Regions from separate parts of the Canis lupus genome. Here region 2 is linked to region 1. Evidence: chromatin contacts called from public Hi-C data. All regions are on one chromosome and are shown on one strand. Each heading gives the region's core, a stretch centred on a gene start, on an enhancer-like site or on the middle of the called end of the contact. The rest is flanking DNA. Distances are from core to core; before and after follow the strand shown. Region 1 holds the start of SOX4 (transcription factor SOX-4). Region 2 has its middle 120 kb from the start of PRL.

What was found. Hi-C and Micro-C count contacts between places; a contact is called where the count stands out from the background.
Region 2: a Hi-C map of skin fibroblasts shows a contact between it and region 1, with 5 times the contacts expected there. The contact joins the enhancer-like site here to the promoter of SOX4 in region 1. A contact is called at or near these places in 2 of 9 Hi-C or Micro-C datasets (amygdala and skin fibroblasts).

What each region holds. Positions count from the first base shown.
Region 1 is chr35:21,493,066-21,498,872 of UU_Cfam_GSD_1.0, reverse strand. SOX4 (transcription factor SOX-4) reads right to left here and starts at 4,086. Exons shown (of 1, transcript XM_038584267.1): 1 at 1,513-4,086. The coding sequence starts at 3,182. The coding sequence ends at 1,731.
Region 2 is chr35:21,958,734-21,964,394 of UU_Cfam_GSD_1.0, reverse strand. No RefSeq gene overlaps it. Among named protein-coding and RNA genes, the nearest start is that of PRL, 120 kb to the left of the region's middle. Within about 2 kb of position 3,009, at least 9 of the 20 cell types and tissues checked have an H3K27ac peak or open chromatin away from gene starts, as enhancers often do.

The DNA of each region.
Region 1 (5,807 bases), core at 2,837-5,336:
CAAAATAAGAAAAAACAAATGTTTGGCCAGTATAAATACGTCCACATATAAAATGGCATCTGATTACATTTACAAGGAAAAAAAAATACGAGGATGAAGCATCGGTGAGGGAAAAAAACACGTCTTCTCATTTACACCTATAAGGAATAAACACATACACACTGAGAAAAAATTTGGTCCTGAATTGTGGTTTTTTTTTTTTCTTAAAGTCCAGCACAGATTTGAGTTGCGTTTGAATCCTTTAAAGAGTTAAGAATGAAAAAAAGCTGGTGATAATTTTGTTGTAGGAATCAAACATAGCGCCATCTATCTGCTTTTTTATATTATCCTACACTATTTTAAAAACTGCTCAACAGTCTTATACAGAAATCTTTAAAAGATAGACAGGATAACATGCTATATTAACCCCACCAGTGAAATAATCCAACACCATCACGATTCCGATTTTAAGAGAAGAAAAAAAACCTCTTTTTTCCCCCCCCACCGCCCGAAACCTCTCTCCCCGCCCCGGCCCGGCCCGGCCCGGCCCGACCCGGCCCGACCCGCCCCCGGGCGCCGCGGCCACAGCCCAGTCCGCGCTTCTGCGCCCCCGCGGGCCGCGTCCCACCGCTCGGATGTCGGGGACGCGCGGGGCGGGCCGGGCCGGGCCGGGGCGGGGCGGGGCGGGGGCCGGCGGGACGCGCCACCTGCCCCAGAACGTGCAAATCCGTCCCAGTTCCTCCGCCGCCCCCCGCCCTGCCCCCTGCGCCCCGCCCCGCCCGCGCGCGCCCCTCGCCGGGCTCCCCGCCGGGGGCTCTCCGGGCGCCCCGCATCTCCTCCTCCTCCTCCTCCTCCTCCTCCTCCGGCTGCGGGCGGGGGCAAGGAAAAATCAAAAAAGGAAGGAGGAAAGAAAGAGGGGGGGAGAAAAAAAAAGAAAGGGAAACAGGAGCAAAAAAAGAAAAAAAAAAAAAAAAAACCAAAACGGGAACCCGCCAGCGTGGAGTCTCGGGCCCGGCGCTCCGGCCCGCGCGGACCCCCCCCCCCCCCGCCCCGTATCCGCCGCGGGTCCAACTCCACGCCCGGAGCCTCGGGTCTTCTTCACGGGGAGGGGGGGGGGCAGGCGGGGGCGCGCTGGGGCTCTTTTCTTTTCTTTTCTTTTTTTTTTTTTTCCCTCCTCTCTTGGCCAAGAAATGAGATAAAATAAAAAAACAGCAAAGTGGGGGGTGGGGGACTGGGGGCGATGAGAAAGGGGCGAGATTCCTTCAGTCTCTAGAAAAAAAAAGGACGACCGAGTCGGCTTCTTGCTGGGGGTGCAGCAGACAAGTCCGGAAGGTCGCTGGAAGTGGGGAGTCGGGGGGGCGGGGGGGGGGGTCTCTTCGGGCCAAGGGGAGGAAACTCCGAGTAGCTTTTTTGCCATCAACAACGACATCACGAACAACAATAAAAGGTCGCCCCCCTCCCCCCGCGCCCCGGCGGCCGGGCGGGTGGGGGATGGGAGCGCGGGTCCCCGAAACGCCGCCGCGCTCCGCTCTCGGGCGGCCGCGCCGGCCCTGCTCACTTTTCTCTCTCTCTCTTTTTTTTTTTTTTTCCTTTTCCTTTTTAATTTTTTCCCGTTCCCTTTTTCTCTTCCAACTCGTCCTGTGTCCACTTCTCTCGCGCTCTTCTTAATTTTTCTCCTCCTTCCTCCTCCTCGCCCGCCCCCCGCCCCCCGGCCCGCGGCCCCCGGCCCCCGGCCCGCGCGCGCGCGCCCGTCAGTAGGTGAAGACCAGGTTGGAGATGCTGGACTCGAGCCAGTCTCCCGAGATCATCTCGCTCACCTCGGGCGTGCAGTAGTCCGGGAACTCGAAGTGCGAGCCGGAGCCGGGCTCGAAGTTAAAGTCCAGGTCCCGGTCCAGCGCCGACGACGAGCTGAAACTGCCCAGGGACATGCTCTCAAAGTTCGAGCTGGGGTTCAGGTCGAGCAGGTCGTCTTCGAACTCGTCGTCGGAGGACGAGGAGCCCGAGGACGAGGACGAGGACGAGTGGGACGAGGACGCGTGCGAGGGCGCGCTGGACGGGGCGGGCGAGGCGGCGCGCAGGCTGGCGTAGCTGCGGTGGTCGGCGGGCGAGCGGCCGGCGGCGGGCGAGGAGGCGGCGCTGCTGCGGCCGCTCAGGCTCGGCGCGTCGGGCGAGCAGCCCGCGGCCCCCTCCTCGTACAGGCCCAGGGGGTCGCTGGGGTCGGCGCCCGCGCCCGCTCCCGCGCCCGCGCCCGCGCCCACGCCGCCCACGGGCGACGGGGACGCGGCGCCCAGGCCGCCGAACAGGTACACGCGCTTCACCTTCTTGTCGGCCAGGTGCTTGCCGGGCGCCGCGAGGCCGGCCGGGGCGGCGGCGGCGGCGGCGGAGGTGGAGGCCGAGGCCGCGGCCGCCGCGCTGGGAGTCCGCGCCTTGTACAGCGAGTGGTGGTCGGCGGCGGCGGCGCCCAGGGGCAGCAGGGCCGCGGCCCCCGCCTGCTGCTCGGCCGCGAACGACGAGGACGCCGCGGCGCCCGCGGCCGCCGCCTTCCCGCCCGCCAGGACGAGCTTGGCGTGCGGCTTGCCGCCCCCGCCGCCCGCGCCGCCCGCCGCCTTGGAGCCGCAGCTCTTTTTCTGCGCGGGTTTGGAGTTGGCGCCGCCGCCGCTCGCGCCGCCGCCTCCTCCCCCCGCGCCGCCGCCGCCGCCGCTGCCGCCGCCGCCGCCGCCCCCGACCTTGTCGCCCTTCTCCCCGGGCTTGGAGGCGGCGGCGGCCGCCGCGCCCGCGCCCGCGTTGGCGTTGCCGGACTTCACCTTCTTCCTCGGCCGGTACTTGTAGTCGGGGTAGTCAGCCATGTGCTTGAGGCGCAGCCGCTCCGCCTCCCGGATGAACGGGATCTTGTCGCTGTCCTTGAGCAGCTTCCAGCGCTTGCCCAGCCGCTTGGAGATCTCGGCGTTGTGCATGTCGGGCGACTGCTCCATGATCTTGCGCCGCTCGATCTGCGACCACACCATGAAGGCGTTCATGGGCCGCTTGATGTGGCCGCTCGGCGTCTTGCACCAGCTCGGGTCGTCGGCCTTGCCGCCCGTGGAGGCGGTGGAGCCGGGCGTGGGGGAGGACGCGATGCCCAGCTCCAGGCCGGCGCCCGAGTCCGAGCTCTCGCCGGCCAGCAGCGCTTCCGTGTTCTCGGCGTTGTTGGTTTGCTGCACCATGGCCCCGGCTCGGCGGGCGCCCACGCGCGCTCACACCCTCGCGGCGGCCGCGGCGCGATCGCCGGGCCCTCCCGGCTCCCCGGGCGCAGCACACGCCGAGCGGGAGGACGCGCGCGGCGGCCGTGCGGGCCCCTCCGCTCCTGGCCGGGCCGGCGCCGGGCGCGGGGAGAAGTGTCCCCAGGAGATGCGGGGAAGGAGCGCGCTGCCTCCTGCAGAGGAGTTATAGTTCCCAGGCTGGAGAGGCTCTGCTCTCCCTCCCTCTGCTGCTCGCTCTCGCTCTCGCTCTCTCGCTCTCACCGCGCCGCAGTTTGCGCCGTCCCTCGGCTCCGAGTCTGGAGACCGTGCTAAGTGGAGGAGTTTCTTGAACGCTGGCTGCCGAAGCTTCCAATGCAAGTTTCTCGCCGCCTCCCAGGCAAGTCTTTTTTTTTTTTTTTTTTTCCCTCTCTCTCTCTCTCTCTCTTTCTCTCTCTCTCTCTCTCTCTTCCCCTGAAGCAGTTGGTTCCAGTTCACGAGCGCTCTCGGGAGCTCAGGAAAGCGACATAGTCTCTATCACTTAGTCCCTTCCCTACAATGCAAATCAAAAAAGACTCTGGCTCCAGGACTCTCTGTGGGCGGAATCGGCGCTAAGGAGTTTGTGCAATTATTTTGTTGCAAGGTAGGAAGCCAAAAAGCCTTCGTGCAACAGACTGGCATGAATAAATGTATGTTCCCCCCTCCCTTCTGCAAGAAGGGAGCTGGTGATGGCAGAGTTCCTCTAATGCAGACTCTTAAAGAGCGTGCAAGAACTAGAGACCCGGGAGCGAAGCAGGCCTCTTCCCCTCACACAGTTTCTCTTGCTGCAGCTTAGAGCAGACCCCAATTCCGCCTCGCGCCTCTTTATCCTTTCACAGTCTTGGCCACGGCCAATCAGCCGCTGTAACTAACGCTTCCTCGTGCCAAGCCCCGCCCCCGGCCTTCCCATTGGCTTGGAACCCGATGCAATAATAATCTCCGCGTGCAATGAGAAGCTCCAAATCTGACCTCATTCCAATTTAGAGAGCAAACTTTTTAAAAGGGCTAGAAGTACAGCTGAGATTTCTGCTGCCTTTTTTTCCTTTTGCTCTGTGTGTGTGTGTGTGCGTGCGTGTGTGTGCGTGTGTGTGTGTGCGGTGTGTAAAGAGGATGTTAATGCATGAAATTATTAAGGGGAGAGACGGAAATGTATTCTAACCATTATGTTAGATAACAAGGGGCTTGGAAGTGGGGAGGGGGGTAAGGGTGAAATACTGTAAATGGAAGCTTTCTGCTTAAAAGCCAAGTGATTATTTTTATTAGTTCTTTTCAGTACTGGAATAAAGAATCAGCCTCTAGTGCAAAATCTGTTCCTCGGATCCTTCATAAAGCCAAGGATGTAAAAGGGGGGAAGGAAAGCCACAACAATAAATCAATGGATATTGAAAACCATTAAGAAAGTGGTACCTAGACACCTGTCATCACAATTATTTTAACAGCTCTAGGTACAGCACAGATGTTGATGTATTGTGTAGATCCCTTCAGAGCAATTTTTTTGTGTGTGTGCTGTTTGTGGAAGGCAGAGAAGAGGAATTTTTTGCAGTAATTGCTTGCTCTCTTAACCAAGCAGGGGTTAACTATGGTTACTTAATGATTTAAACTCCCCTATAAATCCTGGGTAGCCCAAACAGGGGAGCTTTCCGTTGGAACACATTATGCAGTATTCCATACTTAACTCAAGGGGAGAATTTCCACAGGGTTTTTGTATAGGACGGTAATGTCCACGAGTAAAGGATCGGGATCGTTTTTCTACTTTCCAAATACTCGTTTCCCGTATTTGTCAAAATTAAAGTGCTGCACTTTCTCCCCACCCCTCAACCCTTCTTACTTTCCCTTTATTTTCCGTATATTTTCTCCTATGTATTCCTCCGATGTTACTTATATGTTACTTGAATCAAATTGAGCTAAGGGAAAGGACATGGTGTAACTGGTAGCAGAAGACACTGGAGCCCTTGGATTTATATTAGACCTGGATGTCAGTCCCTCCTACTGTTTTTGTACTCTGTAGAGATGGTTAAGTCTCAGTTTTCCTCATCTGTGATATGGGAACACTAGGAGCTACCTTATATAGGGTTGTCTTGAGGGTTCCAGGAGTTTGATGCATAATAAGCCCTCAGTGAATGCTCTTATCCCTCTGTTGGTAATTCAAATGCCAGAGACACTCCTTCTAGTAGTAGCAGCATGTTGTCGTCCAAGAGATCAAAGTTGGGGATGGTCACTGAATTTTTTTTTCTTTTTTTTCAATAGGCTCCATGCCCACTGTGGTGGGGCTTGAACTCAGGACCCTGAGATCAAGAGTAGCTCGCTCTACTGACTGAGCCATTTCAAAAGTAATCACGAATCACATGATGTGAACTGTCCAAGGACGACAGTGGCAATCCTGTGGTCTTAATGATTTTAAACGAAAGGAACTTTGTCAAGAGTGTTGTGGAGATTCTGGCAGAGAACAGGTACATAGGTAATCAGATACATGTTTATTTGGCCACAAAAATTACCTCCATTCCAAAGTGTGAAAATTAGAGTTTTGGTAAAAATTCGTCTTTTTTAATGCCGTAATAATAAACTGTTTTTCTA
Region 2 (5,661 bases), core at 1,760-4,259, 470 kb before region 1:
CACTCCTACATTTCTTCATCTTTTTCATGTGGCCAAGGAATCCAGTGGTCCAAGTTCCTAAGAATCTACACTATTCCTCTCCCTTATGTAGCCAAACTTCTTGTTTACTTGTGATATCACAGCATGTGCTTACAAAAAATTAATTTCAAATCAAAAAGGCAGGATAATAATTACTTTCAGCAGTAAAAGTTTACAGAGGGACACTACCATTTAAGCCCAGATAGTGTATAATTAAGAACAAGAAAAATCAAAGTATTCTTGATTAGACATTCATTGCTTTTCTCTTTCTCCTGATGGACTTTCAGTTTACCTTAAAAGATCTATTAAAAATCACAAGCACACAGACACTTGGAGAATGCCCGAGTGGGAAAGGAAAAAAACGGGTCATCTTATAAAATTGATTATGTGAGCTCTCTACATGCAGTGCTTATGTCAGCAACAAGGAAAAACAATCTCCAGATAAATTCTGCAGATAATATTTTTTCTGGGGAAAAAACCTAGGTCTTTCTGTATGTTGTGAAGCCGAGGGGGTGGGGTGGGAGCAGTTAAGTTTTATCCAAGAGCATAAACATCAGGCCGGCTTTTGAAAAATGAGCCAAACCCAAAATAGCCCAGAAAAAAAAAATTGTAATAAAAAAAGGGCATACATGTATATAGATATATATATCCCCCCCCCCATCTAAATCTGGAATCCTTACTATCTTATTTTAAACAAGCCAGAGATTGCAAGCTTCAATCTGTTTGGATAGAAAAGAATTTATATAAATGTTTTGTTCCAGCCCAAAAGGGAAAGAGTTTAAATATACAGTGCATGAAAGATGCATGCCCAACTTCAAAACAGCTTAGTACACAGAAGAGAAAAAATAATCCAACCTTCTGTTGGTCATTCTCAGCAGACTTTAAGCTTAAATATCTTGCAATTTGTAACATCGTTTCAATGACCCCACCAATAAGAGATTAACCAAATTTCATAACTGCCCTGTTCTCTCCTCCCCTCCTGCCTCTTGGAGGGGAGAACGTGAAGGTCAAAGAACAAATGGAAACAAAAATCTGTATTTTGCACCCTTTCTCTGCACTTGAGAAAGAAAAACGAGGCAGATAAATCTGTATAATACTGAACCAAATCTCTTTAATTCCAGTCAGCTTTTATCATTCAGTCACTGAGTCTGTGTGTGGAAAAAAAAAAAATCATGCTAATTCCCCCTAGCAACAGCCTCAGCCTATCAGGAGACTTTATGTACCATGCAGCTGCCAGCCAGAGAGAATAACTCTAAGTAGGTCAGGCCTGTATTTCTAAAAATGCTACGGTCTAGTAACCCCACTGTCCCGTCTGTCTGCCCTGCCCCGTAATAACCTCAATTGCTTGGTGACACAATGACATACTACCCTGTTAGAGTGCAATCACATCATGCTACATTATTCTGCTGTGAGCGTGGCTGCTGGGTGAAGGACCCTCAGAGGGACAGCATTAATCAGGCAGGCATTCATGTTCACTAGCACTTCACTCTAGAAATGGGGACCGCATTAATGACCAGCTGTTGGAACTAACACAAACAAAATAATGTCTTCCACCCTGTTGGGTGCACAGAATACACTATTCTGATCTGGCGGGTTCCGCTTCTTGACTAAATGGAAGATGTAAATTAAAAGGGCTCAGACAATGTCAGCGTTGGCAACCCCAAAGTAAGTATATTTAAATTATATTACATGTGATTCAAAAAGCTATTGATTTAATATACACAGCTTTCCCTGCCTACAATTTTCCCTAATTCATATTAAAAAGGGAAATGCATATGCGGGTAACGCAATACAAATGCGCACATTACCCAGGAAGCCAAATGCACAGAGCTGAACTAAAATTGACTTCTCTCCGGGCAGAGAAACAAAGCAGGTCAGGAGTAATTGTGTGGCGTGAACACAAATACAAATACTAAATGAATGCTGTGGAGAAGCACCGAAGAAAACAAGAGTAAACATCCCCAGCCCGCCGACCAATCAGCTCTTCCCACCATGTCTTTGTGGGGGCTCCTACTCCACCCCAAATCTCCAGGCGCGGGAGAGGGAGTAGGAGGGGGGTGGGAGGGGGTAAGGGAAGTGAACGTGGCCTTCAAGTCCTTTCAGCCACCGTGGTGCCCTGACTTCCCACGGGGCTTACTAAGAGACGGCTGTTTGCCTGCAAGACAGCCAAGGCTCCCACCAGGCTGAAACCGGGGCTAGCAACCCAAATCAGAACCCCACAGCCGACTGTGAGTCCTCCAGTGGGAATTTGGGAAGGTAACTGACCACACGTCGTGGAATGCAACTTTTGACTCCTCTCCATTCAATTGCACAAAAATGAGCAAACCAAAAGTAGGCGCAGGGTGCAGGAGTAGGACCCACAGCCCTGTTTGGGGCAACTGCTCCGAACCTACGGGCCCCACGCCTGTGCTCTGTTTGCACGGTCCTTCTGACTTTTTTCAGGGTTCGTAATCTCATTTCAGGAGCATACACCCCCTGACAAATTGAGAATTCAGCCTTCAATTATGCAGAATTCACCAAGTCTTAAACGCAGAATCCATCAGTATTTGATTTACAAACAGAGACAATTCCTTAATCCATTTGCCCTTGTTTGAACCGGGTTTGATAACTTAGTTATGACTATCTTCTTCACTTTGTGGCACACATCACATAGTTATTCTTGGAGAGATCCAGTCACTGACGCAACCATGAGCCGCTAATTACAAGCTGCTGACATTCTGCTTGTCTATGCAGCTTTGAAGTTCTAAGTCTGTTCTCTCTTATGTGCTTGCTCAGTCTCATTGGACACCCTCCTCCTCCCCGCTGCCTCCTTCTGCCCCGTTATTCCCTCTCCCCTTCTCTCCACGGTAAGCTGTTCTGGATTCACTCGTGGACTATCTCGAGAAAGCGGTAAGAGCGATCAGATCCCCCAGCCTGCTTTCTTTCCATTGCCTCCCCACGCTCCATGCACTCAGATCTACAGTTTGGAAGTACAGTAATGAGATCCCTACCCACCCCCGCCCGCAGGAATGCATCAACAGCTGGCCAAACATAATCCAACACACAGAGCTGCCTTTGTAGAAATAGTAACAAACAGTGGAAGGGCCAGACAGGCGTCTCAGAAGAGCTTCCCCATGACAACAGTTGTCAGAAGCTCCTCCTCCCCAGGTCTGAGCTGACTCCACGGAGCTGGGGTTGGATCACCATAGCTCACTCATCTGAGTCCAAAACCAGCCTCCAGCGCCTCCCCCAACCTCAGCAGAGGCTGTTCCGAGGGCACCCGCCTCCCTACACAGTAAGTTAGATGCGCGCTTTCCCTGTGCTGACTCTGGCCACGCTTTGCCGCAGGTCACGCGCCCGCCCTCCCAAATGCAACACCACGCCACCGCCCCCCCAAGCCTCAGGAACAGCATCCTGCACCTGTGCCTACACCCATTCCTAGCTCAGAGCTGGCACGACCACTTCTCTTCCTTACACGAGGATTTTAAGTTAAAAGCTAAACTGGAATTCTGCAACACGTAAATATAACACTGCATTCGTCTCTATTGAACACTTAGCATCTGAAGCCTGTGGTAGCCAGCTGGTCTCAAAGTCATCTGGGATACATTTATTTTGATTAAATTGATCAGATTTCTATTTACAGGATAGAATTCTTCACCATACTGAATACAGCTGTGTTTACAGGGATTTGTAGAAGAAGAAGAAAACAAAACTCCACAATCAGTCCTAGCAAAGCACAGAGCACTCAGAACTTCAAGGAGTTAAAGCTGAGGGGTCTTGCTTTCACATTAACAAGAAAATTCTGCATGCAGCTGCTTTGGCCATGCTCTCTAGCTAGTCAGGAAATGGGTGTTGAGCTGAAGCTGAAAATACAAGCTGCAATCAAGCCCGATCCAGCAAAGTGACAGACTTCCTGTGTAAAATGGTCAGAAATCTTTCTTTTCATGTCTCTACATGCACGCACATGCATTTAAATCCATGCTGCAAGGCTGCTCTTTTCTCTGGGGACATGGTACAGTCACCTAGCCCATCAGTTTCTTCCTTGACAGCCCCGGGGACATCCAGACTACAATTTACAGTTCCTCCATCCATGTACTGGGTTATAAATTATGCCATCCTCCCTAGAATGGGAATGCAGACCAAGCGGCAGACAATCAAGCGGCATTCGGCACCTCCTCTTGCTTTTCATGCGCTCCCCTCACTCTGCCTCTCTCCAAGTCTGCCTCGCCAGGCAGACACAGCAGATACCTGGTTCATCCATCTTCAGCTCCACTCAGGTAAAATGCCACCACATCTTGGCTTGGTTCTCTCTCCCCCCCCAGACTCATCCCTGGGAGCAGCCCGAGCTGGGTGCCTACGGCAGGGGCTGTTGCTGCCCTTGCCCTGCAGAGGACCGCCGGGCACAGGATGTATTCCTAACTCCCCGGCCCCGGTCCTTGGCGTCCTCTCTATCCGTCCCACCCTGGGTCTTCTGCAGCTTCACCCTCTCTTCCAGCTGCGAGGGGCCCCGGTCAGAGCTCCAGAGCAGGTGCTTCTTCTGCACGGCGCCGACCGCCGCTCCCGCTTCGGCCAAGCCCAGGCGGGGGACGCCGCAGGAGCAGCTCAGGTAACCGGGGAAGCTTGCTGTGCCCACAGCGATGCAGCCCTGGAGCTGTGAGGAAAGACGGTCTGGCTTCAGAATTTAAAAAAAAAAAAAAAAAAGAAAAAGAAAAAAGAAAAAGAAAAAGAAAAAAAAAAGAGAAACACAAAACAGCGCAGCTCAGCGCTTGCGGGGGTAGAAAAAAAAAAACAGACACAAACCATATAAAAAAAAAAAAGCAAGAGTTAAAATCAAATTTCAAAAAATAAAAAATAAAAAGGAATACATAGATCAGGGTACTTCGTGCGACTTTTATTTCTGACGTTTCTCGGTTTATTGGCCGCCCCGCCCCCTCCAAAATCTCTCCTGTCCCTGAATGCTACTGTCCATGAGTGCCGAGTCACAAAGGCTCTTGCTCAAAGTGCTGCAGCCCCAGCATCACATGAGAAGCCACATGACAACTACAGTCGGCTGCTGATGTGGTCAACTACTTTACCGAGGCGGGGGGGTGTGCAGGAGGGAGACAAATCTCAAGTGAGACCGGCCCCTCTCACGCTGCCACGAAGAAATTTGCTTGCAAGAACAATGGGAAGAATGCATCTCCGAAGAAATGCTTTTGCATACATATATACTTTCACATATGCACACTTGCGGAGACCGAAGAGACTACAGATACTTGAAGACATTGGGAGGGTGCTGTACCTCACACACTAGCTGGATGGCAGCAATATTATTTCTAGTTTGTATTAGTCAAAGCTGATTCCACTTAAGTGGATTCCTGAAAAGCACACACCATGTCTTCATAGCATGATCAGGCTTGGAAAACCAATTCTATTATCTCTCCCTGCAATCTGTATCTGAACCTGCATTCTGAATAATTTATTTTTAGACTTAATAAGATGCTTGCCAAGACCGCTCCCTTTCTTCGGCGAGTGGCGCGGGCGATAGTCACCCAAGTGGGAGAAGCCTGTCCCTTTGTAGGGAGAGGAAACGAGACGGTGGTGTTCATCATTTTCAAAAATTGCAGCTTCTTATTTAAAGGCACACAAACACACAACAATAAAGTTCTCCCACAAGTAATCATT